Regions from separate parts of the Zea mays genome. Here region 2 is linked to region 1. The links are chromatin contacts, called in public Hi-C maps. All regions are on one chromosome and are shown on one strand. The core of a region is the stretch at or near the end of the contact, and the rest is flanking DNA. Distances in the headings are between cores, read along the strand shown. Region 1 holds the start of LOC103634978 (GDSL esterase/lipase At1g28590). Region 2 holds the start of LOC100283879 (SEC13-related protein).

Region 1 (7,187 bases), core at 2,954-5,453:
ACTGTCCGGTGTGAACGGAGCAACGGCTACTTCGCGCCAACGGTCGACTGCAGAAGACATTAAATGCGCTACAGTGCGCGCCAGAGTCAGAGCAGAGCCAGATGGCGCACCAGACACTGAACAGTGCCTGTCCGGTGCACCACCGGACTGTCCGGTGGCCCAGAAGACAGAAGCTCCAACGGTCGGAATCCAACAGTTTGGTGATGTGGCAGGCGCACCGGACAGTGTCCGGTGGCGCACCGGACTGTCTGGTGCGTCATGCGACAACAACCTTCACCAAACGACTAGATTGGTGGTTGGGGCTATAAATACCCCCAACCACCCAACATTCATTGCATCCAAGTTTTCCAACTTCCTACATCTTACAAGAGCTATAGCATTCAATACAAGACACACCAAAGAGATCAAATCCTCTCCCAAGTCCATAGTTCATTCCAAATCAAATAGTGACTAGTGAGAGAGTGACTTGTGTTCATTTGAGCTCTTGCGCTTGGATTGCTTCTTTTTCTCATTCTTTCTTGTGATTAACTCAATTGTAACCGAGGCAAGAGACACCAATTGCGTGGTGGTCCTTGCGGGGACTTTGTGTCCCGTTTGATTGAGAAGAGAAGCTCACTCGGTCTAAGTGATTGTTTGAGAGAGGGAAAGGGTTGAAAGAGACCCGGTCTTTGTGACCACCTCAATGGGGAGTAGGTTTGCAAGAACCGAACCTCGGTAAAACAAATCCTTGTGTCACACTCCTTGTTTGCTTGCGATTTGTTTTTCACCCTCTCTCTCGGACTCGTTCTTATTTCTAACGCTAACCCGACTTATAGTTGTGCTTAAATTTATAAATTTCAGATTCGCCCTATTCACCCCCCATCTAGGCGACTTTCACCAGCGCAAGCGCAGGTTCAGTAAAGAATCAGCGGACAAAATTAGCAAGATTGTAGCGAAAATTGTTGCAAGACTTAACTTGTACTCCCCGCTCCTAAATTAAAATTCATTTTAGGTAATCAATGGTGGATTCATGTATGTGTTTTAGAGCAAGTATAATAAGAGACGGTAAACTGACTAAATACTTGAGGTGGAGGAAAGAGAGGAGAAAGGGGCTATGAACTTACCGTCAGTTCACATAGAAACCAAGAACTTTATCAAAAGGATGAGAGGGGGTCCTATATTAATAGTGAAGAGCTTAATATTATACGGATAGGCTGCAAAGATTATTATAGCCAACGATCAACTATATTATTAAATATAGATATAAAAATCAAGAGCTTAAACAAATAATATTTTGGGGTGAAGGGAGCACAATAATACACACAACATCCTACATCCGGAGATCCCGTGAGGATAGGAAAAATTAAGGTGTTGTTTGGTCTAGATCCTGCAGTGGGAACGATGTGTTGCAGGATAGTTATTACCATGTTTTGTTTAGTTGGCTCGTGACTATACATGTCCAAACGCGTCGGGCTTGCCGTCCAGTCCAAAACCTGGCACATGTTTGGCCCGGTCCAAATCCGGCACGACACGTAGTGAACCGGGTCCGTGTCGGTCCGGCTCGGTCACCAAGTCATGCCAGAGCCGAAGACGTGGCACGGCGGTCTAGGCCCGACACAGCCCAGTTTTATTTTTTCTATTTGTTCATATAAATACATATATTATACTTGAATATAGAGTATGAAACGCAAGAAACATGTGTTTTGTTAGTTATATTGGTGTAAATAAATGTTTAGAGCTAATAAATATGGTTTAAACCCTCTATATATGCATATTTTAGGATATTTTTATTAGTTAAACGTGATATGTTGTTATGTGCCCGTTAGTCCCGTCGGATCGAGAGCCGGACCGACACAATTATTAACCTAGTGGGTTCTGCCTGGGCCTCGCTCGGGGACTGTGGGACAGCACACGACACTGTCCGCTAGCTAATCCAGACCGGACTGGCACGATCCCAATCCGTGCCGAGCCTAGCCGTACTCGAGTCTGACACGATCCCTCCCATTTGAACATCTATACTATCTACCGCATCGGATGACATCCAACCATTGCATTCGAGCCCAACCAAACAACAGCCACAGCCAACGGGATTTACCGTGGTAAACCAATCACGTCGCATGAAGACCCAAACAAACACGTCCTAAGACTAGTTACTGTATGTATATATGCTTCGTCATATTACTTTTGATGTAGCTCGTATGTATATATTTGTGTAACGCATGCATGTTGCATTATCATAAAAAAACAATGGGATTTCTAGCGATTTTAAAACAGTTACGACTTTTATATAGACGTGATAAGTCATACGACATAGTTAGGCGCCTTCCTGTGTGGCTTCGTAATGTCCTAGATATTTGGTTATATATAGATTATTGTAACCAATCTATATCCCGAGCGTGCACAAATCAGTAAAAAAAAAGATCGACCTGCACAACAACCACACATGTATGCGTCTCTCCGCATTCTACACCTGTGCTATGCACGAACACAAAATATAATTATACGTGTTATGTAGAGAAGATATCTATACATGCCGAAAATGTTGAGGTCCTCCTCCTCCTTAGATTAAATTCAAAAGACGTTCATCGAACAGTAGTGCCTCATGAATCAAATCAGACACAAAACTCAACAAATTATTTACGTGATTCCCGGCCGCAAGAAATTGAATTAATACACGCATCCGCATCGCCTAGTTCGCTACGCCGTGTCGAGAATGGGCGGGTTGGCATAGGGTCCCCTGAGCCAGCCATCGGCGACGCGGTGGTACGCCGCCTCGGTGAGGTGGACGCCGTCCCAGTTGACGTACGCCGACGGGTTCGGGCAGGCGGCCACGCCGGGCATCCCGCACGCGGCGCTCAGGTTAAAATTGTACTTGCCGCCGCCACCGCCGCAGCAGTCCCTCAGCGCGGAGTCGAAGCCGAAGCGCGTCGGCGCGGCCGCGAAGGCGATGACGGGGCCGTACAGGTCGGCGTAGGTGACGCGCGCGCCGGGGTACCTGCCGCCCAGCGTCGTCAGCGCCTGGCTCAGCTGCGCGTTGTGGTCCCTGGATAGCTCGTTCATTCCCTTGAGGCACCCCGTGTCGGGCTCGTAGTCGGCCGGGTCCTGGCTCGCCAGCAGCACCAGGTTCCCCGGAGCGCAGCCCATCGGCGAGATCCCCGACACCACGACCGCCGTGGCGCCGTCGTTGATCAGCTTCTGCATGCATCATGCACACGGCGCCAATAGAGGTGGAGTGAGTGATCGGCGCCTTGCGTTGATGTGCGATCATATGGACCATGCACAATGCATGCATGTCAGCTACAGTTGGTATGGTATACGTGCCTCCGTGGCAGCGACGATTGTTGCGACGATCTGAGGCACGTAGGATTGCGCTTCGGCGACGCTTTTGCCGCCGACCACCATGACCCCGTAGTCGTTCCAGCCCAGCTCGCCCACGACGAACAGCGCCTTCGTGAAGTAGTCCTTGCATGCTACAGAGAGCGCATGCATCGGCAATGTGATGATGATAGGATGATGGCGTCGTACGTGGCGTCTCAAACGACGACGGCGGCCGGATCAGTTACGTACCTTGGGGTGAGCCGCAGAGCGCGGGTTTCATGGCGTCGAACCAGCCCAGCTCGTCAGCGAGAGAGATGTTGTTCGGAGGAGGCACGGCACCGCCGGCGACGGCCAGCTGTGGGTAGAGCGCTGGCCTCGTAGTGCTCGTCTTCAGCGCCGTGGCGCCAGCCACGGCGAAGTTCGCGCCTTGCTTGAAGCTCTGGTCCTTCGCCAGCGAGGGCGGAAGGAGAGGTAGCCCCAGTGCCTGGGCTGTGTACATACACCGAACGACCAATGGGCAACGAATTAATCGATCAATTAGGTATTCAGGAATAGGTGCGGCATTGCCGGCGTCGAGAATATAAGGAGCGAACAATGAAATTATCCTCGCCGCGGAAGAGACTCACCGATGAAATCTATGACCAGTCTGCCGTCGGAGAGGCGACCGGCCGGATGTCCGAAGAAGGTCATCCCGAACGGCGGCTTGTTGATCCACAGATCCGCCGCCGCCGGGCCGTAGAGGATGACCTTGTTGCCGGTGTCGGTGTAGGAGTCGCCGAAGCTAAAGATCGAGGTATACTGGGCTTGCATCGAATAGGAGAAGCTGGAGAGTAGCAGAGAGATTTGCAGGCAAAGGATTACGTGCTGCATTGTTCTTTTTCCTGACGAACAACGAAGGACTGCTTTCTGTACTTCTTAATCTCAAGACAAAAGACAGAGAATACTTCCGAAGAACTTGTATCTGAGTCTTTTTATAGAGAAGAACATTTGGCGGATCATGGATGACTTCCTTACTATTTGAAACGGAAATAATTAAACAGAGAATAAAATATTATGTGCGTTTTTGGCATCTGGTCATTGAAAATTATAAAGTATAGCCATAAGCTGTATATATACTATAAGTATTGTCTACAAGAATGTAAATACTATACTAATAGCATTTACTGTTTATTTTCCATATATCGCCATTCCCTGTCGATTTGTTATGATTTTCTCTTCCTTGTTTTCTTCTTCTACAAAACCTTTTAGCGGAAAGCTTCAACTCAATATCTAGAACCCTAGGAGGATTGGCGCAACTTTCTCCGCCCTTGGCACAGTGTGAGCAGCTCCTACTCGGGTGGTCACTGGCCACATGATCATCCTTCCTGCATGCAGGCGACACAGTGGGCTCTTATTTGTTCTTACGAATTAGGCCCAACTAAAACCAACAAGGTAACACAGGCCTGCTGCAGGTATGATTTTTTCCCTTCGTCTAGTACTTGCGAGTGTTAGGCTGCCAAAAACATAACTCCACGTTATCTAAGAGAAAGACATCTATTTGATCCCTCAGAATTAAATTTGAAAGCAAAATTTAAGGTCCCTCCAGCGGCGTTCCTATTATATCCCTCAGATTTAGGCCTTTTCGTTTACACCAATCAAGCTCTACATTAGTATGGATTGGAATTAAATCCATGCCACAATCTATGCACTAAAATAATCGAAGTCTACTCTATTGTTTATTCGGTTAAACTCATCATGAATTATAACCCAAGGATTTAGGAATTTTTTAAACTATGGAAGACATAGATTCTATCCATATCTCATTAGGTATGAAACAAATCAATGAAGATATTGCACAAGTTTATATTAGAATCCATGGATCAAAAGAATAGGTAGCTTTGAGAGATACATGGATTAAATGGTGGATTTAATCCCACCATGAGATTGGGTGTGACATATGAATTCACCCAATCCAGAACCAGATTAAATTCATGGTGGGATTTATTCCCTTGTAACCAAACAAGGCCTCAAGAGCATCTCCAAGAAATCACTTAAAACACCCCGAAAAGTATATTTTGGCAAAACTTCACGTTTTTAGCCCAACAACAGGCTCCCCAATTTCTTCTCAAATAGATCTCATCCCGAATACGAGCTCCTCCTCCCCAATCGACAGTGCATGCGCGAAATTGCGAGTCCCGCGAAAAATTGCCCGCGCAAGGGTCTGTTGGAGCTGCACGCGGGTGCGGGAAGCGTTCATGTCGTCCGGCTCGAGCGGCGGCAGTGGCGGGGGATGATTGAGTGGCGGTGGAGGAGGCAGCCGAGGCGGTGGCGAGTACTGGCAGTTGGAGATGCGGTCTAGTGGATTTGCTTCTCTGAATGAGCCGGTGAACTCCATCGGCGACTGATTGCCCCAAATGCAGGTGACCAGCGGAGAACTCGACATCGACCGCACTGGTACCTTGTCCGTGTGTGCCTGGACGTGAGGACGTGAGGTGGAGTAGATTTCCCCTCATGAGCTACATACCTTCATTAGATCAACATATGAATAAAAATATAAATTGATGAAGATAATTGTTGCGTTTCATCAATTCATATATATATTTTTATTCCACAAAACATATGAAAATATTAACAATGTTAATATTACAGTGATACATTCAGCTTGCTCAAAGAAGAGGTCGCGAGAGAGTGATTACAATTACACATGAACAGTACGGTGCTACTGTTCATCTATTTATAAGCACATGACTCGGTCCAGATAAAATTACATTCATGCCCCTGACACTTATATATTTATATAATACAAAACATCAAGGACTAAGTAGTCTTTGTCCCTTTTTGGTCATCATCATGCTCGGCCTTCATCATTACATGAAAGCCAAAGCTCCTTAGTGACAGCTTCGTCGTTCATTCTTATTATCTTCGGTCTTCATCTTCACCTTGCTATGTCCATGTCATATTGAAAACATATGGTCAATTACGTTTTTGAGGACCTTCGAAGGAAGAATTGATTTGTTTGTTTGTAACAAATTTAGACTACGACGTGAACGAAGACCTTTAGCCGAAGGTCTGAAAAAACACCTTCCCTTCGCTATTACACTGACCTGCGGGACCCACCAATCTGTAGGGTTCTGAGTATATAAATAGAAACCTGTGTTGTGAGTATTTTCTGCGCTATTTGAGCTGCTCGTGTTGTGTTTGCCATTTTAACCCTCCCTACTTCATCGAGCTTGATTGTTTTTTGAGCTTCGACATTCTAGCAACTATTGTCCAAATGGCTGATGAGAAGAAGATCATTGATCCAACGCTGGCCGGGTTTTATGAGGCCATGGGAAAAACCAACGTGGAGAAGATCGCCAATGAGATGTTAGCTGGGACTTCTGAAGACTCTAGCGATAGCGAAAGCTTCGATGTGGAAAGTGGAAATGAAGATGCCAAAGATCGGCCAAGGAGACCAAGTCATGTTGTCTTCGAAAAATCAACTATTAAACAAGGACAGATCGATGCAATGAGGGGGAGATAATTTCGTGATATCTCAATCATGAGGGTTGGAGGGGAGAATAATGTTCCTCTTTCCGAAGCTGATGAAGTGGTGGTTTTTAGAAGCTTCATGAAAGTCGGGCTTCGGTTCCCTCTGAACAAAATGTTGGTCAAAGTTCTGAAAACCTTCGAAATTTATCTTCACCAACTTACCCCTGAAGCTATTATCAAAATAGGGGTTTCATATGGGCCATGAGGAGCCAAGGATTAGAGCCAGATGCCAAGTGCTTCTGCAACATGCATGAGTTATTATATCAGACGAAGGCAACGGGAAAAGAGCAATATCACAATATTTTTGGTTGCTATAGCTTCGTACATCGCGTCGATGCCAGCTATCCTGTGCCAACATTTCGGAAAAAGTGGCCAGGCTC
Region 2 (6,975 bases), core at 828-3,327, 130 kb before region 1:
CCACACCTTCACCGTGTTGTCACAGCCACCGGAAGCGAGTTTCTGAACATACTCAAACTGACCAGAAGACCCCGCGCTGATTAGAGCTCCCGGTGCCATTGCAGGAGCCCAAGAAACTGAGGTCACACCAACCGGATGCGCCTGATCAATACGCGTGGTATCCCAACCTCCATCAGAACGAGCAGTGAAGACTGAAATGTTCCCATCTGATGAACCACAAGCCAAGCATAGACCCAGCTCATGAGGCGCCCACGCGATGGAATTCACGGAGGACTTGTGCTCAGCAAAGGTGTGTACCAGTGCCCATTCATCAGGCTTGCTTCCTTCCTTCCAGATGATCACTCGGCCGTCGTAGCTGCAGGATGCAAGCATGGAACCAAACTTGGGATGAGCCCATGCGACTTGCCATACTGGGCCCTGGTGTCCACTCAAAGTTGCAAGCTGCTGGTGTGAGGTTCCACTTACGCCAATGATCTTTATTGTATTATCAGAGGAGGATGTAGCTAGGCGCTTGCCATAGTAATCCATGGCGACATCATGCACCACATCTTGGTGCCCCGTCTCGATCTTATGGGGCGGCATTGCTCCAATGATCTAACTTTAACTTAGCAAAATGACAACCTTCTTCCGCGTTCACCACTTCAGTCTCCTATATGAATAAAAGTGAGGATATCAGATAGATGATAAATCAAAAAATAACATAAGTACAAAAGGTATGCACACTTAGTAGCTAAAAATGTTACCGAGATAAACATCATATATTCATATGAAGTTATACAGAACACTGATGGTCTACACAATACCATGCGTGCGTGGAAGTGTGTGGATGTTTTCCACAATGGGCCAAGTTCATTGTTCGCCAGATTGCATGCTAAAACACAGGACGATTTGATTGAGGATACACCTCTGAACAATAAATTTCATCTAAAATTAGCTTACCAAGCTCCAGATACTGGGCAATGGTATATCTATCACAGGATCAGGAAAATAACGCCAACCCACCAGTTAGCAATGTTCCAGAATGGCGACGGGGCATTATTTTTGGAAGAGAAGTAGGAAAACATAGTCCAGCATTATACACATAAAATGCAGTACATCTGGCAAGATAATGTCTTTTGCACTTGTTTGAAATTTTCAAACCATGCATATTCATAACCAAACCCTGAAATAGACCCAAAATAGCTTAAAGAGCTGAGACAACAGAGGTTTGAAGCAAAAATATATGCAGACAGTGATGTCACTAATAAATACTAATCTCACGAAGATAACTCATCTTCGTAACTTTATGATGCTACAATAGAAGACTGGATCGTTTAGGTTTTTTTTTGTGAACCGAAGACGGCAAAAGCATACTTGTTTTGCAGAAACATCCAGCACGAATCAATACAAGTGTAGAACACACTGGGACTTGGTTTTGAGAAGGAAAAAAAACAATATTTGCATCTATCTTCAACCAACCTAGCAGCATACATTTGCAGCAGAAGGGTGTAGAACCAAATACCACAACCTAAATAAGTAGCTGCAGTCCCTCCTCTGCCTCACTGAAAAAATCTGTAGCTGCACTCCCTCCTCTGCGTCACTGCTAGACTTGGGTATGCTCAGAAATCCGAATCGACGAACACGAGCGCTAGCGAACACGTCCCGGTGCCAGACACCCAAAACAGAAAGGGTCGAAGGGTTGGATCTGCGAGATCCCTATAATATGCTGCCTATACGAAACTAATAAAAGCGTTTTCCCAAAAAAATCCGTCCCTACGGTGAACAGGCCGCCCCGTAGGACTTGCGGCCCGACCTAGGCTAGGCTGGCTGGGCGTGGTACCACAGATGAAACGACCAACCGATTCCACGCGGGTCAGGACCAAATCGATCGCTGGGTACACCCGAGGAGGTGGGGAGGAAGAAGATTGAGCCGAGAGTTCTTGCCTTACCCGCGGACGATGAGGAGCCGACGCCGGCGCCGGCGTCCAGGGACAGGGAGGAGGAGGAGGGGATTGCTGCCGCTGGCGGCGGAAGCCGGAACCGGAATGGGAATTGGCGAGGACTGGACGGCGCGGCCCTCAGGACGCGTGCTGGGCCTATACGGCCTTTTGGGTGATACTGGTACCGGGCTTGGGACGCTTTAACCGGTTGCAGATCGCGGCCGAAATGGCCCAACGAGGAATGCAGTTGGGCTAGGCCCACTGTTTGTTTGTCGTTGCCGTGATATCAGGCCACGGAGAGAGTCGGAGAAGGTGGTCCAGCCAGCGTTCGGCTCCCTCTCCATTGCCGCTTGCATGCATCGTCCGTCCCCCGCGCGCACGGCCTGGCCTGGCCTGGTCGAATTGGAGCGGCCGGCGGCGGGTGCTGACGTCTTCTTCTCCGCTTCCTGTGGGCTCGTAGTCGTAGCCGGTGGCGGTGCTGCATTGGATTGGATCTGAAGCAACAAGCAAACGCACAACGCAGCAACCATGGTGATGATGACGGCACCGTGCGTGACGTAGCCTGACGCCACCAAATATTCCCTAGCACATGTTTCCAGAGAGGGAGCCTTCTTCTCCAGGCCAAAAAGGCAAAAGCCACTGTCTCGGCTTCTCTGCCAAAAACGCCCTCGATCATCCCAACATCACGCGCACTACTGCTGATAACACTGAAACGTCAGCATTACTTACCCGGGCCGCGCATGATCCGAATAAAGCCGGCCGATCTGAATTCGACAAGAGGGCAGTAGTATATATCTTAAATAAACTACAGGTGCCATCACATGCTTCCATTCACTTGCGCAGTTCCGCCCCATCGTCAGTCGTCACCCCGATCCATCATCTTTCTTCAGTTCTTGCCTTGCTATATAACTATATATACTGTATTATTGCTGCATGCAAGTAATGCAATAGTCACAAGTTGTACCACGCGTTCATCGTTCGGTCAGAAGCTCAGAACCAAGGAGACCTTTAGGACGTACGTTAGGGTAAACCAACTACAAACACATGGCCGGCCAGGGGAGGGTGCGCGGCCGCTCTGGCCCCGAAGTATATACCGAGTATATTATTATCACACCCGAATTTAAAGGATAAAGCTGAGTATATCTCATATATACGCTAAAGAAGAAAATAATAAAATATATAGAGATAAATGTCACAAAATATTATTACGTAGCGGAAGTTTTACAAAAATAAATGATAAATATAAAGCAAACTAAACGTCCATCATTAGCGTTATAAAGCTGACTGAGAGACACTACCTAGATTAACTCGTACCCCTCATTGTACGGCTCCTCCTGGACGGCTGGACCATATGTTCTTCTCCTGTGGAGGGTTATATATATAGATGGCCAAACGGGCCGGCACGGCCCGACCCGGCACGGCCCGTCGCCGGCACGGCCCGACGGCGGCACGGCCCGCCAGGCCCGGCTAGTGAACCGTGCCGTGCCCAGATGGGCCGGCGTGCCGCTGCCGCGGCCCAGGCACGGCCCGTGAGTCTGTTAGTCGTGCCGGGCCGGCCCGGTGGCACTATGGCCCATCTGAGTATATTGTAGAATTTAGCAAAAAATGTGTAGTTGTGAGGGCTCGAACCCACAACCTAGTGAGTAAGAAGCTTAAACGCATCCATCTAACCAGTGCAACTGCAGTTTTATTGTGTTATATGTTGAATTCTTATAATTAATATATGTAAACTATTATTTTTAAAATAAAAAATGTAACCGTGTCGTGCCCGTGCCAGCACTACGGGTCGAGATAGTGGCCCAGGCACGGCACTATAGCCGTGCCGTGCCAGGCACTGGCACTATACTAACCGGACCGGGTCGTGCCTGGACCGTGCTTTTTCGTGCCGTGCCTGGGCCGGCCCATCGTGTTAGTGCCAAATGGCCATCTATAGTTATATATCACAAGTGTGAGCTCACAAAAAATCATAGCTCAACAAATTGTAGAGAATAATGTGCATGAACTCACCAAAGGTATGAGTTCATGTAAAGTGTAAAATTGTTCAACAATAGGAGTTCAAGCCGAGCATTGCTTTTAATAAGTTGGTCAAATTTTATTAGCAATTACTATATGTAAGTAAATATCATACCAGAATAATAATAGAACAAAATTAATAATAAATCACATGCAATGCAAATGACAAATTGAATTTAGTTCCATAGTTTAACCATGCGAGAGTCGTGAGCTGTTCATGACCACGAGCACGGCTAGTATACCAGTTTTACACTCTGCAGAGGTTGTACCATTTACCCACAAGTCATGTTACTCATCTGCCACGGGGTTGTACGGGTCCAATACACCTCTACCAAGGAAGCGAGGCAGGTGTTGAACACAGAAAAAGGCCGCGAGGACGGTCCGCGGTGGTAGCGCAGAAGGTCCGCGCGTGCGCAGAGTCAGTTAGGGTTCCTAGTTTCTCGCGGGATTTGTTACCTAAAACCGCGGGATTAGCTCGGGAAACAGTTTGTAGCGGATCCAGACCTCCCCCTTTATATAGATGAAGGGCTACAACCGATTGAACCCCCAACAATCGATCAATCAAGTCTATTTCTTGTTTTTACCTTATGCATTAGGAGTAGTTCTAGTCTAGCCCTAGTTTAGCCTCTTAATCCTAAATTCTTTGCTTCTCTTCGGCCCTATGTCGATTAGAGGTGTTTAGGTCGGTCTACCGAGCCTAGACAACACCTAGGATCTCTCCTCCCCGACAGGGTCCCTCCCGTGAGCGAGATCCAGGCGCCGTTGGCGATCTTCGCCGACCCTGCGTACGCGCAGACCGTCCGGCCCGTCAGGCAGGAACACCAGTGAAAGTCGCCTAGAGGGGGGTGAATAGGCAAATCTGAAATTTACAAACTTTAAGCACAACTACAAGTCGGGTTAGTGTTAGAAATAAAACCGAGTCCGTTAGAGAGGGCGAAAACAAATCACAAGAAAATGAACGCGGATGACACAGTGATTTGTTTTACCGAGGTTCGGTTCTTGCAAACCTACTCCCCGTTGAGGTGGTCACAAAGACCGGGTCTCTTTCAACCCTTTCCCTCTCTCAAACGGTCACCTAGACCGAGTGAGCTTTTCTCCTTAATCAAATGGGTCACTTAGACCCCACAAGGACCACCACACAATTGGTGTCTCTTGCTTTGATTACAAGTGTCTTGGTAACAACAATGGGGAAGAAGAAAAGCGATCCAAGCGACAAGAACTCAAATGAACACAAATATCTCTCTCTCACTAGTCACTAAATGTTTGGAGTGATTTTGGACATGGGAGAGGATTTGATCTTTTGTTTGTATCTTGGAGTGAAGTCTAGAGCTCTTGTATTGAATGCAATGGCTGAAAACTTGGATGCCTTGAAGTGGTGGTGGTTGAGGGGTATTTATAGCCCCAACCACCAAACCAACCGTTGGGGTTGGGCTGCTGTCGATGGGCGCACCGGACAGACACTGTCCGGTGCGCCAACCATGTCACCCAATCGTTAGGGTTCGACCGTTGGAGCTCTGACAGCCTGGGCCACCGGACAGTCTCATGGTGCACCGGACATTCACTGTTTACTGTCCGGTGCGCCTTCTGGCGCCTGCTCTGACTCTACGCGCACTGTCCGCGCACTGTAGCGCTTTTCAGGTTTCCGTTGGAGTCGACCGTTGCTCTATAGCTGTTGCTCCGCTAGCACACCGGACAGTCCGGTAAATTATAGCGGAGTGGCTTTTCCAGAAACCCGAAGGTGGCGAGTTCGAGTTGATTCACCCTGGTGCACCGGACACTGTCTGGTGGCGCACCGGACACTGTCTGGTGGCACAACGGACAGTCCGGTGCGCCAGACCAGGGCAGCCTTCAGTTTCTTTTGCTCCTTTCTTTTTGAACCCTATCTTGGACCTTTTTATTGGTTTGTGTTGAACCTTTGGCACCTATAGAACTTATAATCTAGAGCAAACTAGTTAGTCTAATTATTTGTGTTGGGCAATTCAACCACCAAAATTATTTAGGAAAAGGTTTGACCCTATTTCCCTTTCAACCTCCCCTTTTTGGTGATTGATGCCAACACAAACCAAAGCAAATGTATAAGTGCAGAATTGAACTAGTTTGCATAAGGTAAGTGCAAAGGTTGCTTGGAATTTAAACTAATTTAAACTTTCATTAGATATGCATGGATTGCTTTCTTTCTTTTAACATTTTGGACCACACTTGCACCACTTGTTTTGTTTTTGCAAATGTTTTTGGAAATTCTTTTTCAAAGTCTTTTTGCAAATAGTCAAAGATATATGAATAAGATTTCGAGAAGCATGTTAAGATTTGAAAATTTCCTCCCCCTGTTTCAAATGCTTTTCCTTTGACTAAACAAAACCCCCCCTTAATGAAATTCTCCTCTTAGTGTTCAAGAGGGTTTTACAAATTAAAAGAAGATCAAATATTTTAGATACCAATTTTTGAAAAACTGCTCCTTAAAATATAGATACCAATTGATATAGAATTTCTTAGAGGAATACTAATTTCAAAGATACCAATTGAAAACAACTTGGTTTCGAAATTTTTTGAAATTGGCGTGGTGGTGCGGTCCTGTCACACCCGTTTCTAAGGGCAGAGCCGGGTGCATCGCATATGTGTGCCAGGATCTATTTCCACACATATGTTGACGTCACAAGTGTAATATATCAAAAGGACAATGCATAAAAGCGTAAATAACGATTATATTAACATATTACACTTCGAATAGACATAATGTCTTAATCTTTATTCATCAAAGTACAGCGAAACAAGGACATCCATCCACAGGAAGATGACCGGGGGTATCACTAGACTAGCATCCATGGAGTTCAGCATCATATCTTCATCTGCAACTTCTGATCAAAATTAAGCAAGGGTGAGCTCACTTATGGTCGGGGCTCAGCAAGTGGGGGAAAAACTAATGCAAGTTTAACAAGGTGAGGCTAAGGTTGAGCAGTAAGCATTTTAGTTGGTCAACATTTTATTAACAACACCTGTCTTACTAATAAGTGTGAATCCCAAGTATTCCCATTAAACAAAGGTA

What was found. Hi-C and Micro-C count contacts between places; a contact is called where the count stands out from the background.
Region 2: a contact with region 1 is called in a Hi-C map of ear, with 2.0 times the contacts expected there. The contact joins the promoter of LOC100283879 here to the promoter of LOC103634978 in region 1. A contact is called at or near these places in 2 of 25 Hi-C or Micro-C datasets (ear and tassel).

Annotation. Positions count from the first base shown.
Region 1 is chr8:25,639,444-25,646,630 of Zm-B73-REFERENCE-NAM-5.0, reverse strand. It overlaps LOC103634978 (GDSL esterase/lipase At1g28590), which reads right to left and starts at 4,203. Exons shown (of 4, transcript XM_008657552.2): 1 at 3,924-4,203; 2 at 3,547-3,786; 3 at 3,301-3,449; 4 at 2,552-3,174. The coding sequence starts at 4,167. The coding sequence ends at 2,677.
Region 2 is chr8:25,765,941-25,772,915 of Zm-B73-REFERENCE-NAM-5.0, reverse strand. It overlaps LOC100283879 (SEC13-related protein), which reads right to left and starts at 2,077. Exons shown (of 2, transcript NM_001348977.1): 1 at 1,924-2,077; 2 at 1-649. The coding sequence starts at 582.